3 separate regions of the Mus musculus genome follow, and all the other regions are linked to region 2. The links are chromatin contacts, called in public HiChIP or PLAC-seq maps. All regions are on one chromosome and are shown on one strand. Each heading gives the region's core, a stretch centred on a gene start, on an enhancer-like site or on the middle of the called end of the contact. The rest is flanking DNA. Distances are from core to core; before and after follow the strand shown. Region 1 holds the start of Rap1gapos (RAP1 GTPase activating protein, opposite strand). Region 2 holds the start of Wnt4 (wingless-type MMTV integration site family, member 4). Region 3 holds the start of Epha8 (Eph receptor A8).

What was found. HiChIP or PLAC-seq counts read pairs in DNA pulled down with a chosen protein or histone mark.
Region 1: a contact with region 2 is called in an HNF4G HiChIP or PLAC-seq map of pancreatic cancer cells. The contact joins the promoter of Rap1gapos here to the promoter of Wnt4 in region 2. A contact is called at or near these places in 1 of 115 datasets of contacts at active chromatin or transcription factors (pancreatic cancer cells) and 1 of 9 other capture datasets (macrophages).
Region 3: a contact with region 2 is called in an H3K4me3 HiChIP or PLAC-seq map of embryonic stem cells, with 19 read pairs. The contact joins the promoter of Epha8 here to the promoter of Wnt4 in region 2. A contact is called at or near these places in 9 of 39 promoter capture datasets (the HPC-7 cell line, HPC-7-derived erythroid cells, cranial neural crest and 5 more), 2 of 484 Hi-C or Micro-C datasets (liver and nephron progenitors) and 6 of 115 datasets of contacts at active chromatin or transcription factors (embryonic hindbrain, embryonic stem cells, pancreatic cancer cells and 1 more).

What each region holds. Positions count from the first base shown.
Region 1 is chr4:137,705,254-137,707,953 of GRCm38.p6, forward strand. It overlaps Rap1gapos (RAP1 GTPase activating protein, opposite strand), which reads right to left and starts at 1,353. Exons shown (of 2, transcript NR_138594.1): 1 at 1,269-1,353. Rap1gap (Rap1 GTPase-activating protein) reads left to right here and starts at 2,214. Exons shown (of 24, transcript NM_001379234.1): 1 at 2,214-2,407. The coding sequence starts at 2,333.
Region 2 is chr4:137,276,215-137,278,914 of GRCm38.p6, forward strand. Wnt4 (wingless-type MMTV integration site family, member 4) reads left to right here and starts at 1,421. Exons shown (of 5, transcript NM_009523.2): 1 at 1,421-1,542. The coding sequence starts at 1,466.
Region 3 is chr4:136,955,564-136,958,263 of GRCm38.p6, forward strand. Epha8 (Eph receptor A8) reads right to left here and starts at 1,253. Exons shown (of 17, transcript NM_007939.2): 1 at 1,094-1,253. The coding sequence starts at 1,184.

The sequences.
Region 1 (2,700 bases), core at 103-2,602, 430 kb after region 2:
TTCCCTGGAGGGCAACAGCCCTGGACAAGGCTACAGTAGTCCTCAGGAAACAGCCACTTGATGGCAGCCACTTGCTTGAACAGCTGGGTTTGAGAGTGAGGCTTCCCCCTGGCCATGGGACTGTTGTTTGTCCTGCCTGGGTTTTGGCCCTTCCATCTGGAGGGAAGGCTAATGTTGCAGATCCTCGGAGCCTGAGGCTCAGAGAGCCCAAGGTGGGCCCTTCAGTTACCAAGGAAGCCGCTATCCTTCAGCCTCCTGGCCTCCACCCAGTTGGCTCCCACTTTCCAATCATGCTAACGCAGCGCAGACAGTGAGCTTCAGACCGCCACAGCCCCACAGTGCACCCCTCCTCCAGACTAGGACCCATTCTGTGAACTGAAACCAGCTCCCAGAGTGACTCATTTGGATTTCCAGCAGGCTATTGGTGAGCTGAGGGAACCTGCCTGGGATACTCTCCAGTTTTCCTCAATACCCTATTCTGTTACATATTTACAATGATACTGGAACCAGTTTGAGGGGCATGTAACCTCCCTGTACCTAAGGGCAAGTCCCACCTCTAACATAGAGTAGACAGCTGCTGCTGCTACTGTTGCTCCTCCCCTCCTCTGCCTCCTCCTCCTCCTCCTTCTCTTTCTTCTTCTTCTTTAGTTTTTCAAGACAGGGTTTCCTTGTGTAATGCTGGCTGTCCTGGAACACACTCTGTAGACCAGGCTGGCCTTGGACTCACAAAGATCTACCTGCCTCTGTCTCCTGAGTTCTGGGACTAAAGGTGTGTGTCACCATTGCATGGCTGAGAGTGTCTTCTCTATTGACCTTGCCAGCTCGTCACTGGGCAGCGCCTTTGGAAGTGCTTTGGAAATAATCAGTATTACTGTGTCCCCAGAGCTGTGCAGGGGTTGTATTTTCTTTTCTTTGGGGAGCCACATTTAAATAGACACCGAGCTACCCTCTGCAGTACTCAGGGACTGTAAAATCTGCATACATGTGCATACTTGGCCTACCTATACCTAACCTGGGAGCCAGACCACATTCAGACAGACAGACAGACACAAGTACATATATCTATAGTGTATTCAGACTTGCTCATGAACACATAAAGGAGATAGAAAGTAAATACCCCCCCAGGCGTCCCTACCCACCCCTTCCTACCCACGGGTACTTCTATGCTACAGCAATGCAGTATGTCACGTAGAGCCACGACTAGCCTTGGAGACACACATGTACACAGATAAGGACCTAGACACATACGCAGGCGGCATCCACTCTACCTGGCCTACATATCGCCGGTGATTTGAGCAGCTTTGGCCTCCCCCAGGGCCACGGTAGGAAAAGATGCTCTTCTGGCTGCATTGTGTTGGGTACCCGGAAGTGTGCAGGCCTGGAAGTGGTTGCATAAATCAATATTTGCTGTTGTTAATTATTAAAGCCAAAGCTACTCGGTGTCTGGAATGCACATCTCTGGTGTTCCCGCTGGCTCTCTAGGTCTAAACCTGACCCTGGGCCAGGTCTGGGAGGGCAGGGAAAGTGCTGCCTGCCTTCCTTTCAGGAGCTCCCTGGCCCTGGGGACAGAGGGTAGTAGACAGCACTTCTGGGAAGCTGTAGGAGATCTGCCCCCCGCCCCTAGCTGGAGGACAGTCCTGCCCCTAGAGCATCCAGACTTCTCCAGCATCTGTCTTGGGGTCTGTCCCTGCTGCAGACTGGCTGCACCAGCCTAAGACACAAGGACTTCAGGGTCAAGTTGGGGGTGGGGGGTGTCGTTTCAGAAGCCTTGTAATTTACAGATGGTAAACTGAGCCAATGGAGGTGCCAGAGACTCTGCAGCTTCAGACTCTTCCAGGGATCCCGGGGTTTTCTAGCAAAAAAAGCTATTGCACCTCTTGGAATATGATTTTCTAGTGAAGACATTTGTACCTCCTTGGTTATGGCGATCTGGTGAGACACGCAAAGGGTCCAGCAAAGAAAGTGCTTAAGCACCATCTCCAGTACTCCTGCATTCCCTGGGCACAGCTGTCCCAAGAACCTTGTCCTTGAAGCCCAGAGGCAGGGTCTCCAGTCTGGGAAGACACAGCTGCTCACAGAAGTGCCTGAGGCTTCCCGCGCGCAGGCGCAGTGTCCTGGGCCCCTTGCCCGGCCGCCCCGCGAGTGGGCGTGGTGGCCTTCCGCCCCGCCCCTCCTCCGCGCCTCCCGCACCTGGCGCCCCGCCCCCTCGGGCCCGGCAGCAGGGTGAGCCCAGAGAAGGCAGAGCGGCGGCGGGCGGGACAGGAGCGCAGAGCTCGGGCTACGGGGCCCCGGGCCGGGCCGGCTTACAGCGCCGCCGGGGCTGGGGCTCGGGATGGCGCAGCCGCGGCCCCCAGCGCCCCATGGCCGTCCGCGGAGGGGCTCGTTGCCGGCGGGGGCCGGCTGGCAGGTGAGGACCCTGGCAGGGGCGGCCTGGCCGACTGGGGACCCAGGGCCATCAGTCAGCCTTACTACCCAGAGTCTGGCAGTCTGTGCCTGAACCCCGTCACGGTGGGTGTGTATGTTTTTGGACTGACACCCGAACTACACGGAGCACCCTAGTGTTTTCCAAAGCTGCCCCTGGGTCAGACGTAGGGACACTGTGGCCATGGGCTGCAGTGACACTGGGTGTGTGTTTAACTGTTGTTGGGACTGCCTGCTGCCTTTTCCACACAGATGGAGCGATATCATAGGGTGACTCTG
Region 2 (2,700 bases), core at 171-2,670:
GCCTCCATGCCAAACGCTTATCAAGTCTCTCCTGGGTTAACCCAGACAACTGGAGTCAAACGTGGCCATGGTGGGGGTGGGCAGCCAAACTCACATAGAGAAAACAGTTGGTTCTGGAAGGGCAGAGGCCAGGTCATTTTCTCTCCCCCTTGCTTTTAGTGAGATTGAGTAGGGTCTCTGGGCTTTCGTGTCCTGTTTAGACAGAGTTCCTCTAGCTCAGTGGGATGTAGCCTCAGGCAGGGCCAGAGTCTGGGCTCTATCAGTGACCTGGAGAGGGTGTGGCCCAGCCATGGCAAGTAACTATTAACACGGAATTGAGCTTCAGCACCAGCCAGGCATGGGTTTTTAAGCAATATCTCCACTCCATTCATTCACTCCACAAACGTGTCACCCACCCACTCTGTGCCAGACACCAAGCTAAGGGTTGAATCTGCCTGACGTGGGAGAAGTAATAAAAGAATCGAACAGAAACCCAAGCAGACAGCAAAGATTGGTTCCTGTGCTAAAAGGAAGCCTCCACAGCCTTCCAGTTCCTAAGCAGAAGGTCTACACAGAAAGGCAAGGGGTTCGCTCAAAACCTCGCTGCCTGGAGCGCGCCAGAACTCAGGGCGATCCAGAAGCGAGGTTTCGGATTCCCGGAGTCTCAGGCCACTGTCCCAAGCTGCCCGAAGTAGAGAGGCCCCTGTCCAGCTCCGGGAAGGCTGGAGGGAGGTGAGTGCTAGGGAGGGGCCGGACCACAGAACGCGGGGGCCTGAGGGCGGGGAGGGGTCCGGTGGGGACAGCCGGGCGGCACCCCAGCCTGGTGCGCCCTGAGCGCGAGCGACTGGGTGCGCGCGAGTAGCAGCCGCTCTCGCTCCGGTGGCTCCGCCGGGGTCGGCCGGGGATCCCGGCTCCCAGGCGCCGGCGGGGGGCCGCGGGGCGCGGCCAGGGCGGCGCTGCAGTGCCCGCAGCGGCGGGCTGGGGGAGCTGTGCCCGCTCGTCCCTAAGGCCCCGGGCGGGGACCCAGCAGCTGGGTCGCCGCGCCTCTAGCTCGGCCCAACTGGGCGGCGTGCGGCCAAGCGTGCCTGCAGCAGCGGGGCTGAGGCTCCGAGCGCGTCCGGGCGCCGGGCCGGGGAGGCCCCCCAGGAGAAGCCCAGTCCCGCGGGCTCAGGACCGCCCCCGTGGGGGGGGGGTTGTCCCACGCCGCTGGACCCGCCCAGGTAACCCCATCCTCGGCCCGCCCCCGGCCCGCCCCGCCGGCCGCCCGCCCGCCTCCGCCGCCACCGCCGCATCCCGGCTCTGGGGCGGCGCTGACAGTCGGGTCCGCCGGGCAGCGGGCGCAGCAGCGGGCGGCGCGGCCGGCTGCTCGGAGGCTGAGCCCCGCCGCGCGCCCCGGCCCGGCGCCCCAGCCCGTCCGCGCGGCGCCCACCTGCCGCCCCGACGGGAGCCTTGCGGCCGCTGCCCCGGGCTGGGCGCGCACGGCACCATGAGCCCCCGTTCGTGCCTGCGGTCCCTGCGACTCCTCGTCTTCGCCGTGTTCTCGGCCGCCGCGAGCAATTGGCTGTAAGTCGGGCCGGGGACCGGGCGGGCGGGGCGGGTCCCGGGGCCACAGGCGCAGGGGGCTCCCGGCAGGTGTCTCAGCCGTGGGACCCGAGGATCGCGCTCCCGCCGGTTCCTCCTGCCGGCCACCACCACTGTCCGGTCTTCCCTCTGGAGGTCCCGGGACCCCTGCTGCCCCAGTCCGGCTCGGGGTAGCAGGGCTGGCAGTGCGTCTGCACCGGGAGGCTCCTTTGGGTGCTCGAGGGCGCGCGGGGGTGCGAGCGCGGGGCGGTGGCCCGGGAACGGAGCGAGGCGCAAACCGGCGGGCTGACAGGTCTCCGAGGGAAAGCGTCCCGAGCATAATAGCAGGTTAACCGCGAGGAGTCTGGGCGCGAGCTCCTCGCGCTGCGCTGCGCCGCGCCGCGCTGCGGGCTGAGCTGGAGGCGTGCAGAGACCTGTTTCTGCTTGGGGGGCGGGAGCCAAACATAGAAGTCCAGGACCGGGGCGCCGAGCCTCTGAGAGCCCGCAGGCTGGCTCTGGCTGCTCCTCGCTGTTCCCTGAGGCAGGAAGAAACTTCTCCCAACCTTTAATAAAGAAGGCGACAACCCCCATCCACCTCTAAGGGTCTTGCCTAAGAAGGAAGGGGGTGGTAACCACTGGTGACCTGTGTGTCTCTCCCTGACTGGGTCTGCGCTCGGGAGGATCCCTGGGAAGGCGAGCTAAAGAGCTAGTGACTAAGAGAACAAGGAACCAGCTTTTAGACTCCTTCATCCCTCCTCAGTGGCACTTCCTATGGCCCAGGCTTAACCCTGGCCCCAACTTCTCCTGCCCAGAGCTCTGCAGCCTTCCACTGTGGGCAGCCAGTGGGGAGCCAAGCTCCTGTATTGATCTGAAAAGCATGAGGTGGGAAGGGGGGATAGCCAACAGTGTAGCTGGGGTTTCCATGGAGACAGTGGGAAAGGAAAAATTCTCTCTGCATCAAGACCAAAGAACAAATATCTCCCATGAAATTGCCCTGAGTGTCCAATGGCTGTTGCTATGAGGTCATTGTGGCCAGCCAGGGCCCTGGAGACTGGAAAGGAGTGTGTTCGTTGGGGTCAGAGCCACCCAGAGCTTGGGAGACTGAGGTGATGTGGAATTCTCCCAGCTGTTCCGAGAGCTCGCAATTCCTCTGAGGCCCAA
Region 3 (2,700 bases), core at 3-2,502, 320 kb before region 2:
ATCTACATGCATACGTGGGTGTCACACATACTCACATGTGCGCGCGTGTGTGTGTGTGTGTGTGTGTGTGTGTGCAATGGCTGCCCTGCTGTGTGCATGATGGGGTTTGGGGAGGGGGGTGCCGTCCACACATGAGGTTCTGCTAGCCTGGGTCTATGTGGATGAACCTGTGGGCTGAGTGGGCCTCCTGAGCTGAATGCTGGGCATGGAGCTCTCTGAGCAAATAGTTCAGCTTGCTTGGGACTGGAGGACACGGTAAATCCTAAATCCAGCCTGTCTCGTGAGACCGGCTTTAGCTCTAAACAGTGGTCTTGCACAGCATGCTAAGGAGAGTCTCTACAGGAGCCAGGGTGTGTGGGGCAAAACCCCTTGGTTCATTGCAATGTCCAGTGGGACCTAAGAAAAGGTGTGGGTGGGCAGCCCTGGAGCCAGTCTCAGCTCTGGGCTTCCTTTCTTCATCAGAAGTCATTTCCCAGAGTCTTTTGGTCCTGAGGACTCGGTGCCCCTCCCACCTTGCTGGGGCCCCGGGTGAAGGGACCACCTGGCTTTGATTCAGACAAGACCCCGTTCTCTGAGCCACTGTGCCTGTCTCTCCCAGTCCATTGCTCTCTGCACCTCCTGCCACTGGTGCCACTGCCTGGGTGTATGTGTCCCTATTCCCTGGCCAGCCTATGCCCCCACCCCACTCTCAAGACACCCATCATCCCGGTGTTTCTAGCCCCCTGTTCTCTGTCTGGCCCCAGCCAGTTCGTGGCCTTGTGCTCAAAGCCATCTTCAGCCCCCTTTCCTTCAGTCCTCTGTACCTTGTCCCCGATTTTTGGATTCTTGCGTCTCCCTGTCCGTCCAGTGCCTTCAGCCCGTTTGGTCCTCGGTTCCCATCCCTTGCCTTCTTTCTGAACCCTCTCTCCTCCATACCTCTTCTGTCTTCTGTCCGGTCCTGTCCCCTTGTCCCCAGCCTCCGATTCTCAGTCCCCAGGGCATCCTCCCTCCGACCCTGCCCATGCCATCCTGCGCCCAGGCTGGCTGAGGTCGAGGCGGGGAAGTTGCGCCCCGGGCAGCACCGCCCCCGCCCCCGCCCCGCCGCGCCGCTCACCTTCGCCGCGCCCCGCGGACACGCAGGTGGCCGCCGCCGCGGCCGTGACGACCCAGAGAGCGGGGGACAGGCGGGCCCGGGCGGGGGCCATGGCCGGGCGGCGCCGCGCTCCTCGGGCTCGGCCCGGCGGCCGCGCGTGGCGCGCTCCTGCCTCTCCCGCACCCCGGCCGGCGCACACGCGGCTCAGCCGCACGCGGGCACCCGCGCCCGCCACCGCCCCGGGCGGGGCCGCCCCCGCGCGCAGCCAATCAGCGCCGGGGCGGGCGGGACGCGGAGCCCGCACCGCGGCCACCGGCCGGCAGCACGTGCACACGCCCGCCCGGGCCGGCTCGCGCCTGGGGGCGTTGGCCCCGTGCCACTCGTGGGCCGCACCGCAAGCACGCGACCTCGCTACCGCGGCCAGCCTGGGGATGTCCCGGAGGACGCACACGGGACGCACCGCCGGTTCTCCCACTCCTGCCCATGCAATACCTCGCAGGGGACCGCGCGTGCATTCTTTCTAGTTTATGGGCCCATAGACAACTCAGTGGTACTTGGAGTTGACAAATCGCTCTGCCTCCCCACCTCCAGGACTGGGTGGTCACCGAGGTTCAGAGAGGCCATACAGATGGGTGTTCCAGAGAGCTGGACTCCCTGGCTTGTGTGGCTTCAGGCAAGTTTCCAGCACTGGCTGAGCAAATCAGGAATCACTGGGCCTGTGCCCCAGGGCTGCGGTGAGAGTTCCGTGAAAGGGCCCAGGTAAGCTCCCAGCATCCTTTAAGGGCACACAGCCAAGCTGGCCAGTGGCTGAGGTTTCCTGCTCCTTTCTTATGCAACGCCCATCCATCCTGGGAGGATTGCAGGCTGGGGGTATCCTGTCCTGTCTGATCATGCAATGTCCCCTGGGGAGGACCGACCGCAGTTCAACCCTCTGAGCAACCTCTGGAAACCAACTCAAAGTATGACTACCAGTGAGAATGGGACCTACCAGTTCCTGATTGGCACAACCTTCTGCCTAGGTCACACAGAGTGAACAAAGACCACTTGGGGAACACATACATACATGCCCTATGGGTTAGCTCTTTCTTTCCGGGCATTATAAACACACCCACTCTAGTTTAAGCCCCATATGTGCCTGCAGGGAGGAGGAGGGAAGGAAACTAACGCTAGGTCCCCCAGCTAGATGCTCGAGAGGAATCCAGAGGGTTTGTCTCTGAAGCTCATTTCTTTGCTCTGTATATCTTGATCGCAGAAGGGGAGGGGCAGTTCCATTTCAGAACTCCTTCTAGCATATCGAACAAACTACCTCAAAAATGTAGTGAGCCACCTCTTCACCAGAGAGAGAGATTCAAGCAGTCACTAAGCTAGAGATTGTCAAGGGAGTGGCAGAAGGTAGAAGAGGCAAATCTGACTGAACCCAGAGTGGGGAACTCAAGTACCCACGTAAGACCAGCAATCTCCTCGTGGTCCTAGCTGGCAGAGTGACTGACTGGCTCCAGCCACGGTGCCAATGGCCACATGAGCTGGGTTTGGTGCTTTTTCAAAAGCAGGTGGGTATTGGCATTAGTTTCCTGACTTTGAAGGCCAGAAGTTGGTACTGTAAAACCCAAGGGTGTGCAGTCCTGTGA